Linked DNA regions of Triticum aestivum: region 1 is linked to region 2. The links are chromatin contacts, called in public Hi-C maps. All regions are on one chromosome and are shown on one strand. The core of a region is the stretch at or near the end of the contact, and the rest is flanking DNA. Distances in the headings are between cores, read along the strand shown.

The links. Hi-C and Micro-C count contacts between places; a contact is called where the count stands out from the background.
Region 1: a contact with region 2 is called in a Hi-C map of leaf, with 3 times the contacts expected there. The contact joins the promoter of LOC123147925 here to the enhancer-like site in region 2. A contact is called at or near these places in 4 of 5 Hi-C or Micro-C datasets (leaf and an unstated tissue).

Annotation. Positions count from the first base shown.
Region 1 is chr7A:516,865,916-516,869,837 of IWGSC CS RefSeq v2.1, reverse strand. LOC123147925 (putative E3 ubiquitin-protein ligase UBR7) reads left to right here and starts at 1,814. Exons shown (of 5, transcript XM_044567251.1): 1 at 1,814-2,064; 2 at 2,155-2,313; 3 at 3,322-3,582. The coding sequence starts at 1,969.
Region 2 is chr7A:516,563,601-516,567,197 of IWGSC CS RefSeq v2.1, reverse strand. No RefSeq gene overlaps it. Among protein-coding and RNA genes, the nearest start is that of LOC123147922, 110 kb to the right of the region's middle. Within about 2 kb of position 2,332, at least 1 of the 8 cell types and tissues checked has an H3K27ac peak or open chromatin away from gene starts, as enhancers often do. A contact at or near this core is called in leaf, where this site is marked.

The DNA.
Region 1 (3,922 bases), core at 565-3,064, 300 kb before region 2:
CGTTGAGGCGTACGAGGCAATCTCTCATGACTCGCGAACACATAAGACCTAGCCGCCTCCGGCTTCTCCAACCCCTCTCACCGCCACCAAAGGGAAAAGCCCGCGAAACGGCGACGACGGTGGGGAGATCGGAGGATCTGTCCACAACGGAGTTTGATGCGGCAGGGTTGGACGGTTGTGGAGGATCGGGGCAGGTGGCGGCGACAATTTTGGATAGATGTCGCTCGCCAGCAATGTTGCATGTGTCTACGACATTCGAAGGTCCCTATAGATGGGGTATTAGATGGCAGTGGGCTCGACCTCTAGCCTGGTTTTGGACTTTTGGCGTTGTACAGTGTGGGCGTTTTCTTTTAGGTCGATTTAGTTAGTCTATGTGTCTTGGTTGGGCCGGCAAGAGGACAGGCTCAACCTCTAGCCCGTTTTTGGTGTACAACGGTGTGGGCGTCTTTGGTCAGGGCGATGTGGCAGTGACGTTTGCCAGTTTGGAATAATGTCCTCCTTGTGTTATCCCCGTCCCACCATGCCGATGAAGGGTGTGTGGAGGCATGTCTCCGATAGATCTTCCTGGGCCCAGTCGGATTGACGAAAAAAGTTCCCCCTCCCCCCCCCTCCCGCTTTATATATAAAGCAACCATCACCGAACAAGTCGATACAAACACACACAGCACACCAACACGCCCAAGACTGGATACAAGGACGCTGAAAACAGCAACACCACCCCAACAAACTCCAAGCAAACATCAGGTGAAACACTAAGTGCTACTATGAAGTCGTCGGGTCCTGCCATGAGCCATCGTGATGAGAAGTCGTGCATGACGAACAATAGGCTCTAAGACGGCACCTTCAGGAAGGGAACAACACCGTAGCGTCGCCACCGCCCAATCCAAGGATTAGAGTTTCCCTCGGAGCAGCACGACGACAAATGAGATACCGCAAAGACGCCTTCAAGAAGGTGACGATGCCAAAACGCCGCCGCCGGCCTAACAAGTCAGAGCGGGTTTTCACCCTGGCCAACACTCACCATCACCAAAATGGGTTACGGACAACCGCAACACCGCCATTGAACGACACACCCCGGCCATCATGCCGCCCACACGCCTATGTTGACCGGATAACGCCCGAGCCGCGTGCTCCGCCCACGAGCACCTCGGCTTCCACCAAATGGGCTGCTGCCCCAGCATCCGAGCCCAACCCTCATCCATGGACACACCGTATCGATGCGGCCGACCGGAAAAGGGGGTCTTTGCAGTATCCCCAAGGATCTCGATGTATTTTTCTTTTGTAATGATGTGTTTGTAATTCCAAGACTTCTAAAAAAAAAGTGTTGAAAAACCTGAAATAAATCTAGAAAATATCTGCACTGTATAATTTGGTAAGAGGTACAATTATGCCGGTGGGATTTGTAGATTTACCATGATCTTGGTTATTATTGTCTTGTCTCGTGATGAAAGACGGAGGCAGGTCCGTGTAGCAGCGTGCATGGTTTCTCTTCGGGAGGAGAACATACTCTGTTCGCGTTGCTTCCTGCGACGGCCAGCTCCGCGGCCGCCCAGCCGATGTGGCGGGAAACCAAAAGCCGCACCTCCCGCCCTCTAAAAACAAAACAGAAATATTCCATAAAAATAATAAAAAAACATCCAGCGAGTGCAATCTCCCCACTGACATGCCGCACCCACCCACCGGACGCGTGGCCCGGCCCCACATCTCAGCCACCCTCTAGCCTAAACCAGCCGCGCCCGCTGTCCTCACTCCCCATCCGCGTCACGGTCTCACCTCGCTCACGGAGATTCGCGGAGGCGAAAAAACGCATTAAAATCTCGCCTCCGCCATTATTCCTCCCTCCCATATCTGCTCTCCCCGAAACTCTCCCCCAAACCCCAATCGCGCGAGCCCGCCCGCACGCACGCACGCCAGCCCAGCGCCTCCGCTCCGCAATCCCCCGCACCAAACCCTAACCCTAGGCCCGCCATGGCCGGCGACGGGACCGACGCCGCCTTCGAGGACGAGGTGGAGCCGACGGTCACCATCAGCGAGTACATGGAAGGCATCGAGGCCGAGGAGCTGGTAACCCAACACCCCACGCGCTCCCGCCCTTCGCCGCCGTTTTTTTAGCTCGATCTGGCGGTGCTCACCTTTTTCTCTGCCAAACCCTAGGAGGCGGATTTGGTGCTGGGCGGGGACGACGGCAACGAGTGCACCTACGACGCTGGCTACCTCAAGCGCCAGGCCGTCTTCTCCTGCCTCACCTGCGTGCCCGACGGCGTCGCCGGGGTCTGCACCGCCTGCTGCCTCGCCTGCCACGACGGCCACGAGGTGATCCCCTCCTGTCTTCTCGAACGCCATTTGCTTTAAATGGAGATTTCCTGTTCGCTTGAACTTTAGTTCTACTAGTACAAAGCCGGATCAGCGTTCACAGGGGGCCTGAGAAGTGAGCAGCTGACGAAATGGGGAGGATTAATATTGGGGGAAATGCGGATCTGGATTTCCTGCGAGTAACTTTGTGTTGTTGTTCCCGATTGATGATGTGTTGTGTATGAGGGGCAAATTTTTTTATGGTGAACCTGAATCGGCATTAATACATAGACGTTTTTAAGTAGTGTACTGAGCTGAGACATGCTGTTCTCTAGATTGTTCATGGTTTTCGGTGCTTTACTAGCAGTCATGTGTCCTAGGCTCCTAGCAGTGAAGTTTTTGCCAGAACCGAAGTGTTTATGCTGCGTATGAAGTGCATGCAAGGCTGCCAGTGCATTTGAGATTTATTTTGTTTAGTTCGACTGACGGAGCATACAATAGTTAGCATTAAAGTATCCTAGTCAGTCAACCTACGATCCCAGTTTACTAAGCACCTTCCTGGTATTTTACAATGACCATTGCAAAAATTGCCATGGTGCTTAGATAGTGACTTGTATGGGTTTATCCACTTCTCAGCTTTGAATGACACAATTTTAAAATACATCTCCAGGCTGAAATTGTGCACATATTTATTGCTGGTGTAGATAATTTATTCAGGAGGTTGATACATATAAAATTAGGGGTGAATCTTGTTTTTGGTAATATCTGTTAGATCGGACCAGGCAATGCCATGCTTTTCAGTACGCTGATATTTTTTAGCAGAAAATATGGTGTTGTGTTATTGGTTCATGAGATCACCTGTAATAATTTTGTTTTGATTTTTTCTCCCAATCAGTGTGTTTCTCATTTGCATACATAGAAGTTAGGAAATGTAGCATGATGACTTCCCAGTTACTATCTTCTGCAACCTCATCTGTAATTGTGCATACAACTAATGCCTGGAAAGTTTGTCCTGTTTTTTTTCTATAGGTTGTTGAACTTTGGACGAAGCGAAATTTTCGTTGTGACTGTGGCAACTCAAAGTTTGGAGGTCACCTCTGCAAACTTAGTCCTGAGAAAGATCCTGAAAATCCAGCAAATTCTTATAATCAGAACTTCAAGGGTTCCTACTGCACATGCAGTAGGCCCTATCCTGATCCAGAAGCCAAGGAGCAAGTTGAAATGATACAGTGCTGTATTTGTGAGGACTGGTTTCATGAGGATCATATTGGGCTTGACTCTATGGAGAAGGTTCTACTTTCCACACTTTTTTAAGGGGATCATATGTGCTAACTGCTTCCGGTGTTGATTCTTATGAAAGTTTGCATGATTTTGTATCACATATACCTTGAACTATTTTCGAGTGCTGCTGCTAGGTTTTGATTTTCAGAAACCAAGCATCCAATGTGCTATTTTCTTGGTCTGTCATTACTCATTACCTTCCTTACCAATGTGCTATTTTCTTGGTCTGTCATTACTCATTACCTTCCTTACTGGGTAAAAATAGTAAACAAATGAATTCGCATCTTCAGTGTTGTCTTGCCTCTCCACTTGCCTTTCCGCCCCTAGAAGTATGATTGCCCATAAAATG
Region 2 (3,597 bases), core at 1,083-3,582:
CAACTTTCACCGGGCAAACGTCCTTTCAGCGAGGTGTATTATGAGTGTGGTCGTCCGGAGAGGATGACAGCGTCAAACGGGAGGAAGCTAAGGAGGTTGTGGGAAGCCGGACCCATGAAGAAGGAAACCAATCCATGCCCACAGAAGAGGCTACAAAAGAGGGAGACATCCTACAAACCCTTTATCAGAATCTCTTTCCATCTGAAATTGATACAACAAAGATCTTTGAAGCAATTTGTGCTCAGAATACATCGCTTACTCATGAGGTCACTGTACTGGAGGAACAAAAAATGCTCTTCGAAGGATTGACAGTAATTTGCAGTACTTGTTGAAGTTGAAGGACAAGTCCACTACCTCATCACCATCATCACCGAAGAAAGACACTTGAGCACATGGCTATGGGCACCACCCTTAGCTTGTTCCAAGCTTGGGGAGGTGCCCTGGTATCGTATCATCATCACCTTTTTACCATCATTATCTATCTTAGTTCGATCCTTGGCTTCAAGATGTGGAGCGTGCGGAGGAGCATGTTCTCAATTTCAAGGGATCGATCAAGGTTCATCGAGTCCTCAACCGCAACAGGGCACACGACCATTTGACACTGATGTCCGACTACTTTTCCGTTGATGCACTCTTCACTGACCATTTTCATCGGCATTTTTAGACGGGAAAGATTGTCTTCGATCGTTTGTACCATGGCGTTCAGTCCTATGATGACTACTTCGTCTTGAAGAAGGACGTCGTGGGAACAATTAGGTTCTCTGGTTACCGAAAGTGCACGGCCACACTCCGGATGCTTGCATATGGCACGGCCACTGATTCGTGGGACGAGTACCTACGGATGTGTGAGAGCACATGCGGAGATGCCATGGTGAGGTTTGTAACTGATGTGGTCGAGGTGTTTGGACCTCAGTACTTGAGAGAACCAACTGTGGCAGACAACGAGAGGCTCTTGGAAATCTCAGAAGTAAGAGGGTGGTCAGGTTTGCTTGGATCTCTTGACTGCATGCATTGAAAATGAAAGAACTGCCCGAAGACTTTACAAAGGGAATATCAGGGTCATGTTAAGAAGTCCACCATCATTATTGAAATCAGTTGCATCACATGATCTTTGGATTTGGCATGCCCGGGTCTCACGATGACACCAATGTGCTGCAGCGATCACCATTGTTTGCGAGGCTGACTAAAAAAAGATCCTCCTTGCCACTATACTGTTAATGGACATGAGTACAACATGGGCTACTATCTGGTTGACTATATCTATCCTTTGTGGATACCTTTGTCAACATCATCTCTAACCTAGTTGGCCAGAAAAAATCGCACTTTGCCCAAAGATAAGAAGCAGTTAGAAAGGATGTCGAGAGGGCATCTGCAGTTCTGCAAGCCCGTTTTGTAGTTGTTCGTGGACCTGCTAAATAATGGGATCCGAAGACCTTGTGGAAGGTGATGACATGTTATGTGATCACGCACAACATGATCGTCAGGGATGAGGGTGAGGATGCTGCCTTAGCTCTAGAATTTGAGAACATGGATGATCCTATCAAATTTTCAGACCAAAATCCAGTCACATTTGAAGTTTATTCAGTTGCATCAATAAATGCAGCATCGAAACTCACAAGCAGCTGAAGGAAGACGCATCTGTGGGCGGTTAAAGAGGACAAAAATGTAAACATGTGTACAGTAGTACACTACGTGTGCGGCTATTTGAACGTGTGTACACTAGTACACTATGTATGCGGCTATTTGAACCTGCGAATTTCTAAAAAATAATTAGAAAGACTGGATGCATGTGGACAGTGTTGAATAGCCGCCTTCCGCATCTACGGATGCGGAGTGGTCCCATGCGCAAGAGGTAGCAAATCCATCTTTGTAGTACTTTCTTTCTTTCCAAATTTTTGTCTTAGATTTGTCTAAACACGAATATATCAAGTTATGTTTTAATATTAAATACATATGTATCTAGACGAATCTAATATAAAAGAATTTTGGGACGGAGGGAGTAGTATGTTTGTATACGTTGCTAGGATTAGCATATGCGTAGGCACTGCAATTTGTGGTGACATCTCGCGCGCCGAGAGTATGCAATTTGGACCATGGCACGCACACCAAAGCTAAATCGGTCCTAGGATATTAATGCTTTGCTTAATGGTGCAGCAAAAAACAGTTGAGACAGATCAAACAGGCGGTCTTCGCGGGAGCTGTCGATGGAGGGGCTAAAATATTTCAGTACTGGCTTAACTCGGACTTTCCGGGCAGTGACGGCCGTCTCAGATTAGCGGCCGGGGGCCCGCGCGCCCCCATGTGCCGCCATTAGCTCACGTAAAGACCAATTCGTCTTTTGCATTCGATGATGCTGATGGGCCGCGCGCTGATCCGCGGAGATCGCGCAGCTCTGTTGGGGTTTGCGGGGTTAAATCAATTATATTTGTGCAGAAAAGCTCACTTTAGTTCTCGTGCTCGGCACTACAGATTCTGATACACTAAACTTATCGCGGTGACACGCTTTGTTCGAAATCACGGCAGCTGTGACAACCAATGCCGACATGAACAACACGTGGCGTCACATCAGCGCCCGAGGAATAACTAATCATCTTCACCCGAGATTCCCCACCGTCAGATCAACCCCAATCAAACTTCCGCAACAAAACATGGGCAATGTTGCAGTCCCTCCCCCCCCCCCCCCCCCCCCCCCCCCACACACACACAACGACCTCCAACATCGTCGTTCCGCAACATCACGGTGTTTTCAAAACATGGGCGATGATGCTTCCAAACATGGGCAATGTTGGAACCGCTCGCTTCCCTCCTTGTGCAATCATCCAAAACATGGGCAATGTTGGAACCGCCCCCTTCCCTCCTCGTGCATCACGATGATCTCCAACATCGCCGTTGCACAACATGCACGGTGTTCTTGAAACATGGGAGACATTGCAAGTGCCCCCCCCCCCCCCCCCCGTGACTGCCAACATCGCCGGTTCGCAACATCGATGATATTTTTTGCAATCCGTGACCTGCATCATCAATGCCTCGGCAACAAAGACGATGTTGCAAAACCCCACCGCAACCTCGATGATGTTTCTACAACAACAAAAATGTGGCTTCGTCCCAGCTCGTAGAAGCATCAGCCATCATCGGGCTTCAAGCCCCAAGCGGTCACCACGCAGCGCACCGATGACGCACGACAGTCGGCCCTCGCGGCATCGGATCCAGTCTTGCAGCACTAGTGCATCTGCGATGGTGGCTGATACATGTAGCTCACCTTTGGTTGCAGCTGCGGGCAACAACCAGTCATGGAGAAGATAGGAACCATGCGAGTGGAAGGAGATAGCGGTCATAACTTGCAGAGGGAAGAGAAGGGCGAGTGAATCGCTCGAGAAGAAACGATTGGACGAGATGGCTCGGGACGATAAAGTTTATGGGAAGGGGAGAGAACGACATGGAGACCCCAACACACGTGGTGGCCTCTCGAAGCGGTTGACACAACACACTAATCGGTCGGTTGAAGAGAATATGAAAGGATTAAGTAGGTCGACTAGAGGAGAGGGCGTGAATAGGCGACTACAAATTTTAACTTAATTATCAATACTTATTAAGCAA